Regions from separate parts of the Rattus norvegicus genome. Here region 2 is linked to region 1. A link is a contact called in public Hi-C data. All regions are on one chromosome and are shown on one strand. The core of a region is the stretch at or near the end of the contact, and the rest is flanking DNA. Distances in the headings are between cores, read along the strand shown.

The links. A called contact is a pair of places that touch in the nucleus more often than the background predicts.
Region 2: a contact with region 1 is called in a Hi-C map of the A7r5 cell line, with 4 times the contacts expected there. The contact joins the enhancer-like site here to the promoter of Tpm1 in region 1. A contact is called at or near these places in 2 of 12 Hi-C or Micro-C datasets (the A7r5 cell line and mammary epithelial cells).

Annotation. Positions count from the first base shown.
Region 1 is chr8:76,541,960-76,547,008 of GRCr8, forward strand. Tpm1 (tropomyosin 1) reads right to left here and starts at 1,456. Exons shown (of 10, transcript NM_001301336.1): 1 at 1,237-1,456; 2 at 1-124. The coding sequence starts at 1,350.
Region 2 is chr8:76,589,009-76,594,239 of GRCr8, forward strand. No RefSeq gene overlaps it. Among named protein-coding and RNA genes, the nearest start is that of Tpm1, 48 kb to the left of the region's middle. Within about 2 kb of position 1,288, at least 8 of the 93 cell types and tissues checked have an H3K27ac peak or open chromatin away from gene starts, as enhancers often do. A contact at or near this core is called in the A7r5 cell line, where this site is marked.

The sequences.
Region 1 (5,049 bases), core at 206-2,705:
CTGTGGCCTTTTTCTCCGCCAGCTCCAGTTTCTCCTGGGCATCTTTGAGAGCCTCGGAGTATTTGTCCAGTTCATCTTCAGTGCCCTTGAGTTTCTTTTGCAGTGACACCAGCTCATCTTCCAGCTGGGAGTTGGCAGTGGAGTACGGGGGTGGGGGGAAGGAAGGGGGAAGGGGGTGGGGTGCAGCAGGCAGCGTGATCCCGCAAGGTGCGGGTTGAGGGTGCGTAGACCATAAAGGACAGGGACAGCGGGAAAGAGAGAGAGAGGGAAAGACAGGGAGGGAGAGAGAAAGAGAAAGTTAGCCATTCGTGTGCAGTGCCACACCGCGCGCCCGGGTACCTTGGCGGCGGTCTCGTCGGCAGCCAGCAGGCTGTCCTCTGCCTTGTGCAGCTCCTCCAGCACCCGGTCCCGCTCGTCCTCCGACGCCCGCAGCAGCTTCTCTTTTGCTGAGATGTCCTCCTCGAGCTGGGACAGCGGAGAGCGGGCGCGGGCGGCCGGCATGGACCGGGTGTGAGACACACAACAAACGGGTGCCAGGTTGGCTGGGGTCCTGGGGCTAAGGGATCGCTGCTTTGGGGCTCAAGGGACCCTAGGTAATCTCTCTCCCAGAGCTGGAACCACTCAGTGACTCATCTCGCATCCCACCCCCCACCCCACGCCACCCCGGGACCACACGCTCGGCCGAAGACAGCAAGCTCAGGTCCCCAACTTGAGGGATTGAAGAAACACGCCCTTGTTTGGCTAGCTTTCCGTCTGTGTCTCCCATTCTGTCCCATCTTTGTTCTTAGGAAATAATTCAGTGCGCTTCAAAGTTTTCAATCCCATCTTAAGGGCTCTCTCTCCCCAACCAAAAGGTCCAAAGAACTTCGGACACCTTAGGACTTAATCCTTGCCCCGCTCCCCCGCCCTTCCCTCCAGGCATCCCGGGAACTTGTATCCTTTCTCCCTTCCTCTTTCAAAACTGATCCCCAATCCTAAGAGTCAAGAGCCTCTTTACGGAGCTCAGTGGACTTCGCGGACCGTGGGAGCCAGAGAAGGGCCACAAGCGTCCTCAGGCGAGACAGAAAAGTTAGAATCAGTCTAACTCTCGAGCTTCTTCTCCTAATTTTTTTTTTAAATGCGCGCCCCTGGACATCCTGTGCTGGGGATAGGATGGGGAAAGGGAGCCAGTTCGGGTTCCCGGACTGAGAGACTGACGCGGAGTTGGGGCAGTGGGGGTTGGGGGTAGACGCAGACCTGCTTGCTCCGGTCTTCCGCAGCCTTCTTGTCAGCCTCCGCCTGCTCTGCTCGATCCAAGGCGTTCTCTTTGTCGAGCTTCAGCATCTGCATCTTCTTCTTGATGGCGTCCATGGTGGCGGTGGCGAGGGGCCCTTAGGCAGAGGAGCCAGAGGAGACGCGAGCGCGGTAGGGTGGCAGAGCCGGAGTGCGAGCGCGGAGCTGCCTGCTGCTCCCTGATATGTACTTTCCCAGGGGGGCGACCGCATTCCTTAGGACAGCCAATACTTTTTTGGAAAAGCTTGTTCCTCCTTCCCCCTTTCCCAGTCTCCTGCCTCCGCCCCATGCCCCCTCCTCGCTCCTCCCGCGGGGGCCTCACGCCCATTCGCTGCCGCCTGCCGGCCTCCCAGTTGACGGTGGATATGACTATATATGGGGACCCGAGCCTCCGAGACCGCGGCCGGGCGAGGCCGTCCTATTTCTAAACCTGCACGCCTGGGAAAGAGCTCCCGGACCTCGCTGGAGAGGAGCCCGGTACTGGGCGAGAGTCTCTAGCCACCTCCCAGAGCCGTCGCCTGGCGGTCAGGGTCCCCAGAAGAGTCTGTCGGGAGTCACAGGGAATCCCGGGAACAGGGCAGGTGGTGTGTGCGCACCATCTCACTTGGCCTCCGGGTCCTGGGGTGCTCACTGTAAGGTCCGGGGGCTGCCAGTCACAGCCACCGCACCTTGCATCTGGGCCTGGGAGTTCTCAGTACCTAGCTGCGTCCTTCTAGCAGCTCTGAGTCCACCCACCAGTCATAGTCCTGGGCTCTCACAGTCTGGAAATTTCAACCCACGCAGAGAAATAGAGGTGGAGGAAGGTGTGGGGGCCATTCCTGAGGCCCTGTCTCTCTGCCCGTGATGGTGGGCATAATGATACACACAGGAAGTCTCCAATCGTTTCACCAAGCTGGAGGTGGGCAGTAAAATACATTAGGAACTTAGGGCCCGGTTTGCTGAGTTATGTGCCTGTGCTGTGCTTTGGAAAGGGTAGAAGGAGTGTGCCAAGGTGTGTGTGTGTGTGTGTGTGTGTGTGTGTGTGTGTGTGTGTGTGTGTGGTTTGCTGAGTTATGTGCCTGTGCTGTGCTTTGGAAAGGGTAGAAGGAGTGTGCCAAGGTGTGTGTGTGTGTGTGTGTGTGTGTGTGTGTGTGTGTGTTGAGTTTAGACTCAGTTAACGTGGGGAGTGGGAGGGGTCTGGTCTTCAGTCATTAGCAGCTAACAGCTACATTGTGTAGCTGTGATTAGAAACAGCTTCCATGCTGTAGCTTCCCTTACTTTAGTCGTTTACTTATAGGGGCGTGGGCGTGGCCGTGGTGGGCTGTGGCGGTCAGAGAGCAACTCTTTAAGAATCAGTTCTTTCTACCATGTGGGTGTTCGATCCTGCACAGGTCTTTGAGCTTGATAGCAAGCTCCGTTACCTGCTGAGCCATCCATCTTGTTAGTTCAGTTTCCTCATATCTAAATTCAGAGGGTAGTGGATTCCTAAAATCCCTTCAGATCTAGCTTTTCATTTTTTTCCTTGCTCGGATCTATTGGGGGTGGGGGGTGGGCGTCCTTCTTTTCTCTGTTAGGCACTTGGGTGCTGGTGCTGAAAACATGCTACAAATTAGCCTACGGAAATGGTTCAATCCGTAGGGTGAACTCTGCAGAGGGAAAGGGGCCAGCCAGGTCTGCACTGAAGGCAGGAGGACACCCCCCCCCCCATCTCTTTAAGCTTGTGCCATCCTTGGTTTAGTCTCCAAGGAGGAGAAGTCTGATCTTTTCCATTGCAATGAGGCTTCAGGAAGCAAGGGGGGGGGTCGTCCCCAAACCTTACCGATGACTGAGACAGGGTTGTCAGGGTCCTGTGACCAGTCCCAACAGAATAATTTACAGCCTGTACTACATGGATATCAAATATTCCCCAGACAGTGTCTGAGTAGATTAGGCAGGCCAAATGACTTGCTAAGTCCTTCAAGAAAAGAATGATCAAATTCCTCTCTAGGATTTTATCAGGTTTCTGGCTGCCCAGCAGGGAAAACAGACCCTCTGGTAATGACCAGAACATCATGGAACAGGATGCACAGGGGCTTTGTGGCACAGAAAATGCACCAGAACCCTTCCTTGCCACGTGCTAAGTGGCTCAGGGCATGGACACCCTTCCAGGCCATGAGCAGTACTCAGATATGTGGGCTATAGGGAGCTGATTCTCCAGCCTGGAGTTTAACAGAGGAGAAGAATAGGGACCCTGGAATTTAGAAGCTGAGCTCCAAAAAGGATGTGGACACTTCTTTTTATATAGCCTTGGCCATGGTACAACCTTAAAGCCTCCATTCTCTTCTATTAATGAGGTACTGGTGTAGATACTGACTTTCTCCATGTGCTAGGCATAGTTGAAAAACTCACTAAATCCATTTTAAATAAGCTCATTAAATATATCACAACTGGATACCTGCTACATGCATGACAGGCAGTACTGGACTCTGAACTCAAAATTGGATGACATACAACTTTCTCATCCAGACGTTGAGAATGAACAGCGATGTAAGACCTCAAAAAGGAAAACACAGGAAGAACCAGGTCAGAGCAGACAGAAAAGGCTTCCTTGGGAAGTTTTATAACAGATTTTAGAGGAGAGTCACAACAGGGATTGAGAAGCCATTAACACTGGTTGGTCAGTAGGGTTTCCTGGATATCAGACTGAATAGGCAACTGAGGCCAGATGGCAAAGAACTTGGAATTTTGGTTGTCCTTGAACTCCTGTCCTCCTTCCTCTGCTTCCTGAGTCCTGGGGTTGCAAAGTACATGGCTCTTGTGTGGGTAGAAACTATAGATTTCTTTCTACCTCTTCTTAGCCCTGGCCCTCTCACACACAGCTATCCTTGAAGGCTGGAGCCTATGGAGCTCAAGTGTTACACTGAGTTACACTGAGCTAACTTTGTGGGGGTGGGGCACACGTGCTAGGGGTCAACCTTGGGTGTTTCTCCTGAGGATGCCATCTTTGTTGGTTTTGAGACAAGGTCTCAAACTTGCCATGTAGACTAGGCTTGCTGGGTGAAGATCCCCAGGAATCCAACTCTCCAGTGCTGGGATGGCCAGGAGTGCATACATTATACGGGGGTGAAATCAGGTGCTTGCTGAGCTAGCTCCCTAGCTCCAGAACTACCACATTACCAACACCAATGGGGTGACATGATGTGTCCCCGAGTTTAGTCATTACCAGTTCACCCCTTTGAATAGTCTGACAGCTGGCCAGGTCCCACCCAGCTTCACAGATGATACTGCCCATGACCTGCCTTTCATCAAGGAATATGGCAAACCAAATACCATGATTTCTATAACAGATTCTATACCTAGCACGTCTTCTGTGCCTCAAAGAGGATAGTGAAGAGAAGGCTGAATAGCCACTTGCTATATGGTGTATATTTGCTCTCCAGCAATCGACCATGATTAAGAAGAGATATCAAGATGAACCAAGGGGCTAGTGTTGTGGCCTGTCAGGCAAAGGCGAGATGGGCTACTCAGTTTCTCTCACTGTAGCTTACACCAAGAGACACAGAAAGTATGAATTATTAACTGCTGAAATGAAAAGGATTTAGAGTTTGGGCTGAAGATGCCATGTGCAAAGGTGATTACGATTATTTTTATATGTTCAGACTGTTTGTTTGTTTGTTTGTTTTTGTCTTTTTTTTTTTTCCCAAGCTGAGGACAGAACCCAGGAACCCAGGACCTTGCACATGCTAGGCAAGCGCTCTACCACTGAGCTAAATCCCCAACCCTGCTTCTGTCCAGCCAGTGCCTTGGCAGGGTTGTATA
Region 2 (5,231 bases), core at 38-2,537, 47 kb after region 1:
CACCCTCCCTAGGGGGAAGAGCTCTAGCCTCCATTCTGTAGAGGAGGGAGCAGATCCAGAGTGGGTCTGTAGCCCGCAAGGCCACACAGTTGGGATTCATACACTAAGGTCTGTTTGATTCCTTTCCTCCACGTGAGTGAGTCTGCAGCGACTCTCCACAGAGGGCCACAGATGGGATCACTACTCCTCCATTTTGTTCTGTTAAAGTGCGTGCGCGCGCGCGCGCGCGTGTGTGTGTGTGTGTACACGGAAGAATGTTTACACAAATCACAAGTGCTGCTTGCACTGCTTCATGTTCGTCTTGATCTTTTTGGGGGGGCTGAATGAATGCCCAGCTGGGGAGACATTGGGATCACAGACCTTTTGAACTGCGGGTGTACACAGAACCACCCGGAACAGGCAATGTCTTAACTCAGGGTTTGCGTGTGTGTTGGTGTTCTCACCAGTGAGGGCATATGTAGAGGCCAGAGGCTGAGGTCACATGCCTTCCAATTGCTCTCTATTTTTAGAGACAGACTCTCTCACTGAACCTGGGACTCGTCATTTCTCCTAGACCCGCAAGTCCCTAGGATCTCCCTGTCCCTTCCCCTTAGCACTAGGGCTACAGACATGAGCGCCACCACACCACCATTTTGTGTGAGTGCTGGTGCTCCGAACCTTGGTTCTTACTCAGCAAGCACTTTATCCACTGAGCCTTCCATCTAGTCCCTAAGCTGACATGTTGATGCCTCCCTATTAATAGGAAAACATATGAGGGATGGAGCAGCCCCCCTCCCCCATCTCATTTATCAGCTTTCAGCCTGGAGCGCATACCTGTGGTTAAATTATCAACCCCTGCAACAGGCTAGAAACGATGACAGCTGAAATCCCCAAGCAGAACACACACACTCCTTCACACCACAACAATTTGCTTGAAAACGCTGACTTAATGGTATCAGCCTAATCGCTAGGTGGAAGTGATGATGGGGATGGCAATAATAACAAAATTGCTCTCAAATTATTCCCGGAGATGTTGCAACATCAGCTACCCTACTCTGCACTCCAAGAAGGAGTTTGTGTTTGAAGGTTCAGTTCACACCAGGCAAACGGCTCCCCAGGAAGATGAACGATAGCCTAATGAGGTTTTGTCTTCCCTGGAGTGAAATCTTACTCCTTTTAAAAGCAGGTGGATGCCAATTTCTAGGCAGGATTTGGGCCTGGCTTCCAAATTTCCAGACTTCCAGGAACACAGAACCTATTGGAAGCCTTGGGCTGTGATTTAAAGTGGCCTCTTGGTGACATTGATTTTTTTTTGCTGTGGTTTCAGGGGCAGTGAGCAATATATTGTAGGAATGCGGCTCTTGGCTCTCTCTAGCACGCAAATAGAGGCAGCTTTTGTAGAACCAGAAAGCCAGGATGGAATCTTCCCTCCAGCCACAGCAGGCTGGCTTGCCTGCATGGCTCCAGTCAATTAAAACTGTGGGATTGGGATGCAGGCCCCAAAGGTCTCTCTCCACAAAGACTGAACGCTGTTAGGCTCCACTGTAAAGACTGAACTAGGAGACATCTCTTCTCCCTGGGTTTTGTGGCTACCCAAGGCATGTCTAAACTAAGAATTGCCTGTGATTGAGAAGTGGTCGGGGAGCCAGGGAGATGGCTCAGTTAGTAAAGTGCTTGCTGTACAAGCACGAGGACCTAAGCTTGATTTCCCGAAACGGAGTGAAAAACGGATGATGGCACACAAAAATCTCTGTGCTGGGGAGACGCACACACGCACACATGCACGCACGTACGCCTCTCGCATAGTAATCTAGACCAGCCAAAGGATAGGAGGTAGGAACCAGATTGGATGAGTGGGTTCAGGTGCAAGGGAGAAGGAGCATTCCAGCCAGAGGCAACAGAGAGCAAATGTGTGGAAGTACAGAAGGGATTTGAAACAGTCTTGTCTAGCGTGCCCCAAACTCGTCTCCCGCTGGCCCAGTTTTAAGGATTCACCTCTGTTTCAGAACCACTCCTCCAGAATGTCCCCGTACCCCGGTGTTTTTATAGGATGGTAGTATATTTATGTATTTGTTCTTTGTTATTTAATTAGAGGACACTTTACCATCCTTGAGCTATAGTTTGTCATTTATGGCAATTCTTTTACGTATTATTTACAAGTGCATTTACAAGCTTTCTTTTTTTTTTTTTTTTTTTTTTTTTTTTGGTTCTTTTTTTTCGGAGCTGGGGACCGAACCCAGGGCCTTGCGCTTCCTAGGTAAGCGCTCTACCACTGAGCTAAATCCCCAGCCCCACAAGCTTTCTTAACATCTGGACTCGTGTGGAGATGTTTTAGTTTTACACCCCTGAGGTCAGAGAATATGCACCCTATACTGTCGACTCTTCGGTGTGCTTTGGTATTTCCTTTGTGACTCTGGGTACATGGTTAACTCCTGTCAGCGAGTACTTGAAAGGCTGCTTATTCAGTAGGGAAGTCATGGAATTAGCCTAGGTGTCCACAGACAGATGAGTAAAAAAATGTAGCATGTATATAGAATGGAGTTTTACTCCGGCGTAAAAAAAACCATAAACCGGGCAGTGGTGGTGTTTGCCTTTAATCCCAGCACTTGAGAGGTAGAGGCAGGCAGACCTCTGAGTCTGAGTCTACAGAGTGAGTTCCAGGACAGCTAAGAGTACACAGAGAGACCCTGTCTTGAAAGATGAACAAAGAAATAAATAGAACAAAACAAAAAATAAAATAAAATCATGCCACATGCAGAAAAGTGGCCAACACTGGAGATAATGGTGAGCAAAATAAGCCAGGAAAGCAAACGTCTCAATGTCTGTCATATGGGAAAACCAGATTGTTTTAAACAAAGACATGAAAACAGAAAGAGACTTGGGAAGGAAAGGTTGCTGGAGAGAGGAGGAGGGGAAGAAAAGGCGAGAGAGGGTCAGTTTGGTCAACATGTATGAATACACATGTACAAAATATGTCGCAATGAAACTTCTTCCAAACAAGCAAACAAAATACACAAAAAGGAAAAACTATTTTGTATTTCTGCAATGCAAGTCTCCATAGTGAACTGTGGCCCTCACCGTCTATATGTCTCCACGGTGAACTGTGGCCCTAACCTTCTATATGTCCCCATGGTGAACTGTGGCTCTCACCTTCTATATGTCCCCATGGTGAACTGTGGCCCTAACCTTCTATATGTCCCCATGGTGAACTGTGGCCCTAACCTTCTATATGTCTCCATGGTGAACTGTGGCTCTCACCTTCTATATGTCTCCATGGTGAACTGTGGCTCTCACCTTCTATATGTCTCCATGGTGAACTGTGGCTCTCACCTTCTATATGTCTCCACGGTGAACTGTGGCCCTAACCTTCTATATGTCCCCATGGTGAACTGTGGCTCTCACCTTCTATATGTCTCCATGGTGAACTGTGGCTCTCACCTTCTATATGTCTCCACGGTGAACTGTGACCCTTACCTTCTGTGGTGGTTTGTATTTGCTTGGCCCATGGAGTGGTACTATTAGTAGGTGTGGCCTTGTTGGAGTAGGTGGGTCACTGTGGGTGTGGGCTTTAATACCCTACTCCTAGCTGTTTGGAAGTGAGTATTCTCCTAGCAGCCTTCAGGTGAAGATGTAGAACTCTCAGCTCATCCTGCACCATGCCTGCCTGGACGCTGCCATGTTCCTGCCTTGATGATAATGGACTGAACCTCTGAACCTGTAAGCCAGCCCCTATTAAATTTTGTCCTTATAAGAGTTGCCTTGGTCATGGTGTCTGTTCACAGCAGTAAAACCCTAACTAAAACACCTTCTATAAGTTTCCATACTGAACTGTGGCCCTCACCTATATGCTTCACTATTTTCTGCTGTTGTTTTAAAGTTGCTAAGAGAAGTTACTAAAAGTCAGTTGTAGGTTATCAATAATATCTTTTCAAAAATAAATTTTGCAATTTTTTGAGACAATGGCTCACTCTGTAGCTCAGGTTGACCTTGAACTCATCTTCCTGAGGGCTAGAATGGCAGGTGTACCCACACTTGGCTAATATGTCCAACTTTGCTTAATATATTTTGTAGATATGTTGTAAGGCACATATAGAGTCAGAATAGCAATCATAACAATTATTATCGATAAGCTATTTCCTTATCAATATTTCCCATGTTTTATATTAAGACTTATTTTATTTTATTTCAATAACAAATATTTACTTACTTTTATTGCTAAATTTGTTCTAGCTACTATCAACTACTGTATTTTTTCCCCAAATAAAAATCCATGTATTTTTCCTTATGTGTATGTGTGAGCATATCCATGCATATGTGTCACATGTTCATAGTTACCCAAGAAGGCCAGAACGGGGTGTCTGGTCCCCTGGAGCATGGAGTTACAAAGTGTTGTGAGATCCCTGATGTGGATTTTGGGGAATCAAACTTGTTCTCTGCAAGAGCAGCAAGAGCTCTTAGCTGATGAGCCATCTCTCCAGCCCTAATTCTGTTGCCGCTGTTCTTAATGTTCATTTGCTTTTTGTGAGACCAGGTCCCACTATGCAGCCTTGACTACCTGGATTCACCATAGACCAGGCTGTCCTTGAACTCACAGAGATCTGTCTGCCTTTGCCTCCTGAGTGCTGGGACCAGAGCTGTCACCATGCCCGGCACCATTCCAGATTTTTAAACTTAAATATTTTCCTGGGCTTTGTTTCTCGTGTCTTTTTCAATAGATGCTAGCTGGATTCTGGTTCTTAGCACAGTATCTAGTTTGTGTGTGTGTGCACGCGCACACACACGCATGCACTCGCGCGCGCGTTCACACACACACACACACACATGTTCAAAAATTATTTGCTTCCAGTCATTAGGCTCAGTATGGTTCTTTATTGTGTATTTGTGTGTGAGGATACTTGTAGCAGATGAATTTAATTTGTTTATATTTGTGATTATTGACCTAATTTTTTAAATATATATGCCTATAATATCTATTGTTTTTTTGTTTTCTTTTAAAATATTTATTATCATTGGGCAGTGCGGTCAGGAGGCAAAAGCAGGTAGGTCTCTGAGTTTCAGGTCATCCTGGTCTACAGAGCAAGTTCCAGGACAAGGGCTACAGAGAGAAATCCTGTCTTGAAAAACTAAAAACTGAAAAAAAATTCATTATCGTTATGATGGTGATGGTGGTGGTGGTGATGATGATGGTGGTGGTGTTAATGGTGATGGTGGTGGTGGTGGTGATGATGGTGGTGGTGTTAATGGTGATGGTG